2 separate regions of the Mus musculus genome follow, and region 2 is linked to region 1. Evidence: chromatin contacts called from public HiChIP or PLAC-seq data. All regions are on one chromosome and are shown on one strand. The core of a region is the stretch at or near the end of the contact, and the rest is flanking DNA. Distances in the headings are between cores, read along the strand shown. Region 1 has its middle 180 kb from the start of Gm46962. Region 2 overlaps Gm30211 (a long non-coding RNA gene).

The links. HiChIP or PLAC-seq counts read pairs in DNA pulled down with a chosen protein or histone mark.
Region 2: an H3K27ac HiChIP or PLAC-seq map of large pre-B cells shows a contact between it and region 1, with 2.5 times the contacts expected there. The contact joins two enhancer-like sites.

Annotation. Positions count from the first base shown.
Region 1 is chr6:70,039,332-70,042,665 of GRCm38.p6, reverse strand. It overlaps Igk. Among named protein-coding and RNA genes, the nearest start is that of Gm46962, 180 kb to the left of the region's middle. Within about 2 kb of position 1,530, at least 14 of the 459 cell types and tissues checked have an H3K27ac peak or open chromatin away from gene starts, as enhancers often do.
Region 2 is chr6:70,742,383-70,745,716 of GRCm38.p6, reverse strand. Gm30211 (a long non-coding RNA gene) reads right to left here. Exons shown (of 7, transcript XR_001785278.2): 5 at 2,644-2,708. Among named protein-coding and RNA genes, the nearest start is that of Gm30211, 15 kb to the right of the region's middle. Within about 2 kb of position 1,631, at least 39 of the 459 cell types and tissues checked have an H3K27ac peak or open chromatin away from gene starts, as enhancers often do.

The DNA of each region.
Region 1 (3,334 bases), core at 281-2,780:
CTCTTGTTTCTGGGGCCACATCTCCTTGTGAAGTCTCCATATCTGATTTCCAACTCTAGAGACTGAGAAACCTCCCTCCATCCTAATGGTAGATTTAATTTTGTGTCAAAAGATGTTACCTTTCAGTCCTTACATCTCATATGAATTAAAGAGCTTAATGTTTTCAGAGGGAAACATTGTGTGGTCTTGTGTAACCAATACACTAACCAATTGTGTTCATATCCTGATTAAGAACGTGATTATGGACTTATTTAAAGCAGATATTCTTGGCAGTGATTCTGGGAAATACAATCAGGAGGAAATGTGAAGATATAACGTGGACCAGAGATTGTAGGAAATACCATCCAGAGATTGCCCCAATTGGGCATCCATCCTATATACAGTCATGAAACCCAGACACTATTGTAGATGGCAACAAGTGCTTGCTGACAGGAGCCTGATATAGCTGTCTCCTGAGAGGGTCTGCCAGTACCTGACAAATACAGAGGTGGACACTCATAGCCAACCATTGGACTGAGCACAGGGTCCCCAATGGTGGAGCTACAGAAAAGACTGAAGGAGCTGAAGAAGTTTGCAGCCCCATAGGAGGAACAATAATATGAGACAACCATTAAGATGTAGCAACCATATCATGGTCTCTGCTTGTGCAGAAAATTCATGCAAGCTCGTGATAAAATCCCTGAAGGGACCAGGAGTAGTTGGGTCTTTTCTGACTATAACAAAGAATATAGGGCATAGTTGGAGGGATCTACATCCCTCCTGACAGCTTCTACTGAAAAGTGGCAGAATACTTGGCTTCTATCTTTGACACCAAGAAAGGCAAAGTCAACTTCTGCTCCTAATTAAATTTATATTAAAGCCTTTTACTTGAACCAACTGCCCTCTTTGATGTAATCATGATACATTCTTTTTTTTCCTCTATGCTAATAAATAAACAAGTTTGTTTTCTTTTAGCGACAAATGTTGCAATGACAAGTATGATATTCTGAGATTTAAAAAAGCAGTTGGGAACCAGAGAGACAGCTCAGTGTTTAAGACCCCTTTCTGTTCTTGCAGAAGATATGAATTCAGTTCCCTGGATTTATATGCCAGTTCATGACCATCTGTAACTCCACTTCTTTTGTTTTTTAATTTATTTTTTATTAGATATTTTCTTCATTCACATTTCAAACATTATCCCGAAAGTCCCCTATACCCTCCCCCCACCCCCACCCGCTCCCCAACCCACTCACTCCTGCTTCCTGGAACTGGCATTCTCCTGTACTGGGGCATATAATCTTCCCAAGATGTAACTCCACTTCTAAGGTAACCAATTCCCCTTTCTGAAATCCAACAGCAATAGGTACAAATGTAGTGCACAGACATACATGTAGGCCAAACACACATATCCCTAAAGTGAAAATAAAGACATTTTTAAAAACCTTAACTCTGAGAGATAATGGTGCTTCTGGAGCTCACATCCTTTACAGTAGAGCAATGACAGCTCACGTTCCCCACAGAAGCTCAGAATAACAGGACATGATGGTTCCCTGGGGCCAGCCACAACATCACTTGGCATACACTTGAAACACTCTAGGGAAATCTTTGCTAATCCTAACGGCCACAGGATGACTCAAGTGCAGGTGTTCTTTGATCACCAAGTCAAGCTTTGCTGAGTTTATTTGCATATTAAGACATCAACTACACTTTAGATTGCTTAGTCCATCTTTAAAGGCAGCTTGCCAATATCCAAGAGCCAGCCACTAGTACAGCTCTCAGAGAGGGTCTGCTCTCCTGTTGTGGGTACTGCTGGTCTGGGTTCCAGGTGAGAGTGTGTAGTGTTGGGAGCATCCATTGTGTTCCTTGCTGTTTTCCATGCCTCAGTGTCCTGATCATTGAAATTATAACAGTCAATTGGTTTTAAGATTCTTATTTATGTTACAGCTTCTCAGAATGTAGCTCATGACTACTGTTTTATACACCACATAGAGTGACTCTATACTAGAATGCTTTTTGTATATCGGTGACAGCAATGTGTGCTTATCATTGCAGGATCAACTGGTGACATTGCATTGACCCAGTCTCTGGCTTCTTTGTGTCGATAGGGCAGAGGACCACCATCTCTTTCATGGCCAGTCCAAGTGTCAGTTCAACTAGTGACAGTTATATATATACACTGGTATCAACAGAAACCAAACTCTCCATCTATTTAGCATCCAACCTCCCATCTGGGGTCCCTACCGGGTTCAATGGCAGTGGGCCTGTGACAGATCTCACTCTCACTGTCCATCCTGTGGAGGCTGATGATGATGCAACCTATACTGTTATCAGAGATGGGATTTTCCTCCCTTAGTGTTCTAGAGCTAACCAAAAACCTCCTGTGGTAGTTACTCACTTAAACTAAATTTCTGAGCAGTGTCTTTTCCCACACATATCAACCCTGTGATTTTAGAAATCTTGTTTGCAAGAGTGAAGCTGTGAAACAGATTTCTGAAACTGATATGATTGCCCCACTATATATGCTTTATACACTTTCAATTTATTTCCTTCCTAAATATCTCAGTCTCAAGCATTTGTGTATGTGTTCAATATAGGGAGTAGATAATAATTTTAAACTTACAGGAAACTTTACTTAATCACTCAAATGTAATCAGAGCCTTGAATGTTGAACGTTGTTTTTGTCCTGTAGATACAAATTAAAATTTTTACCATAATGTCACATTTCCATTTTTATTTTCTTGAAATTTCAAAAGTTCTTCAGTGGACCACACAGGCCAGCCTCCTGCAGCTGACTTACTTGATCTGTATCTCTGTGTCCATTATAGATGCTCGTCCGTGGCCTTTGGCCTATTAGCTGTTCTTTTTCTCTTGTTTACATTCAGGTTTTACTGTCTTCTCTTGTAAATAAATGATATAATCTCTCTGGATATCACTATCTAGTGCCCCATGATTCTGAACTTAAAACACACCCGCCCCTTCTTTCATAGTGCAGGATTACATGACACCACGCCCAGCTCCTTTTATTTTTCTATTGGTTCTATCATTGCAGGCACATTAACTCTAGAGGCCCAAGAGTACACAGCCGTGATCATGTGAGGCTTGTTTCGCAGACACTGTCCATTTCTTTATGAGCCTCTTTATGAAGATACTTCTGTATCCTCCCCAGATGGAGTGGGAAAGCTCAAGAGAATGATACTCAGCAACTTTTTTCAGATACACATCTCTAAGTTTTCCAACTTTACAGTCCTGACTCAGGATATTGAAATTGTATTGTTCAATACAACAATTGATATTGTATTGAAATTGATATTATTCCCTATGGCTGCATGACAAGTTAATACAAATGCAGTGACTT
Region 2 (3,334 bases), core at 382-2,881, 700 kb before region 1:
GCAGCAGTGCTTTCAGGCTCAGAGCCACCCTCTGGCCCTGGGATTGGAATTTTTAAATTTCATATTTTTTATGTGGGGTCCTGGGGATTTGAACTCAGTCCCTCATGCTTGCCCAGCAAGTGTTTTACTCACTGAGCCCTCTCCCCAGCCTCTTGATTTCCTTCCTTCCTTCCTTCCTTCCTTCCTTCCTTCCTTCCTTCCTTCCTTCCTTCCTCCCTCCCTCCCTCCCTCCCTCCCTCCCTCCCTCTCTCTCTCTCTTTCTCTCTCTCTCTCTCTCTCTCTCTCTCTCTCTCTCTCTCTCTCTCTCTTTCTTTCTTTCCTTTTTTCTTTCTTTGCTAAAGAAATTGACTTTGAAGATATTTAAAAACTGTACACAGTAAGTCTTAAATTATCAGGTTTTACTAGAGAAAGATGATCTAATGGCATGGTTTAAGCTAAACTTTGATAAGTCTTTCAATTTGAATGGCAGATCCTCAGAAGAAGGAAGGTAGTACAACCTGGCCTTTTGCATAACTAGTAAGATGCTACAGATGGAATTATGGCTCATGTTCTGGTGTAAAGACACAGAAGAGTGGAGCCTCTAGTCTGAGCTTTGGAGTTTGTTCAGCAGTGTTCACATGTATTGATAACACTAAGAATACAGGCCTGGAAAATGGCTTAGTGGGTGAAGGCACTTGCTACCAAGTCTGACAACCTGAATCCAAGCCCTAGAACTTACATGGTAGAAGAAGAGAACTAATTCCTCCCCAAAGCCCTTTTACCTTCATATGTATGCTATGGTACACTCAGGGATGTGTGTATGTCTCTCTCGGTGCATGTGTGTGTGCGTGTGTGTGTGTTTGTGCATATGTGTGTGTACACATGAATGCATGTGTATGCAGACAAGTGAACAATATAAAAAATAGCAAAACAATTTACCTTCCTTTGATCCTTCCCTAGGAGCTGTTGTCAGTACAGTGATAATCACACCCAGAAGTGTGGTTTGTTAGATATTAAAAAGTTACAAGTGGGGAGATGAAGTCTAGGTAATGTTAGCAGTTTAGTCAAGGCCAACCAACCAGGTTGAGAAGGAGCTAGGGTCATAATCAGGTTCGCTAGCTTTACAGCTTGTCATTTTCCCACTGCAGTTTTGTTAGTATACTGAAGACATGATGAGATATTTCCTGCCTTTATTGACAAATCATTCCGAGGCCTGTTTCCTTTCCCTGGGCTGTGGAGCAGACAGCATGGAACCCTAGGCCCTTACTTATGGCCAATGGCAGTGCTGTTCCCTCTTTAATTTAATTTCCCATTCTTTTTGCTTAAGCAGCAGACAGTGGGACTACATACAAGCCAGGATAGCAACGATTCTTTCCTCTGACTCTGCCGTGTTTTCTCCCTTGGTGTTGGGGCTCAAGCTAGGGTAGAGAAAAACTGGGAATCTTAGGGCAAATGTCTCCACATCTGGATGGTCTCCATGCTGCGACACTTGGCCCCTTCACGGTTGCTCATCTAGCCTGTGCCCTGCACCTTCAGGCCAGCTGGGCAGTGAGAAAAATCTGTTTCATTTCTTCTTTTGCCAAGTCCATCTGCACTGCACAGGTGCAGGGCTGGACTCTTAAAATAGAAACTTTGTTCTGTGTGATGTGGCACAGTGGAAACCCCCCTGACTTCATTACCTCATGTTCAGATTAACGAAATGGTGATCTGTCCCTTCTCTGTGGCATTTCCCTGGCTTCTATGAGACCTTTCGTTTCTCATTTGGCTTCTCTAGTTTCTCCGTTTGTAACAGGACTTGATCTTGGTGGTGTCAAGCTTCCTTCTGCCTTTGATTCCCTGTGCCTGTGCTTCTGATTAGGACTGTTTTAGAATTCTCTTCATCTTGTTTGATTCTCCCAGTCATGCTGTTCTGGCAAGGACAGCTGGGGCTAACGATGGCTTTTGATATTTAAAATGTCTTGTCTCACCATTTTGATATGATGTTTAGCCTGTTCACAGTCATTCTAAAACGATCAGATACACCCAGAAGCTTGATCAAGGACTCTTGTGTACATTTTGAATCACAGAAAATTGGAGATGATTCAATTTAAAATTTGGGACAGGCCTTTCCATGACAACTGTTCATACTTTTTTGCTTAAACAGTAAATGTTCTTCTTCTTCGGAGCTCAACATCTTGAGAGATTATACTGTCAAGCATTGGTATTTATTAAAATTTACTAATTTCTACTACTACTCCAAGAAAAGGGTATCATTATTCATTTAATAAGAATACATTGAGGGCCAGGCTCTACTAACAATACCAGGTGGAAATTAAATGAGCGAAGTCATAGTACTACTCAAGTGTCTGGCTGAGCATCAAGAAAATGATCACTCTGGGTCAAACCCTTGGCTCTGTTTCCTCTGCTGTGAGCACCAGCTCATGGATTAACTATGGGTCTAGAAAATGTTTAAGATGAGCCCTCGCATCTCAACTAAGCAATTTTATTATTTGTTTGTTGTTGTTATTGGGGTGATCAAGTTCAAGGCCTTGGGTGTGCCGGTGAGATCTTCACTACTTCAACCCACGCTAGATTTGTTTTCATGAGACCCAATGAATACAGATGAAACAATCACAGCACAGATTGTTAGGAAATGAACAATTGATGGATTTGGATCAAACCTACCCCAGGGAGAGCAGATGGATCCTCACAACGATGGAGACTGTGGAGAGCCAGCACAGCTGATCAGTCTAGGAAAAAGTTAAGACCACAGATATGAGCTGTAATGACAGAGAGACCAAGTCAGCCAGGAATGAGAATAATGTACAGTGTTCCAAGTCCAAGGGAGAAACAAGTGCTCTGAGTGCACAGAGCTGCACATCAAGTTGCGATTTTGTGGCTGATCCAGGGGCTATGCATGGAGTATGCCGATACATTTCAGAAAAGAACACAATGTGACAACTGAAAGAGATGGATGCTAGGGTTAGAGATTTACAGGTGGATTTAAAAGACTTTCTATTTAATAATTGACATAGATACCTTTTAAAAATATTGAATAATGACTGCGTTGAATGATCAAGTGGTCCCCACCTGAGGGATTCCATCCATCTCTGGGCCAGAACTTCCTTTCTGGTTTGTGTCTTAGCTTTGAGTGGATGGTTTTCTTAAAGAGTGTGAGATATAACACACACAGCGGGCAATGGGACTCTCCTGTTTGTCTTGCTGTGGCTCTGTCTTCCCACATACTTATAACCTAGTATTGAGTCCAAAGGAAGGGGAGGCTCTGGTAGCTCTGATGTCAGGCTTCAGGGATTTGTCCTACTGTTCGTTGGGAAAACTACCCAGTTCTTCTAAAAACCGATAGAAGTACAAATCC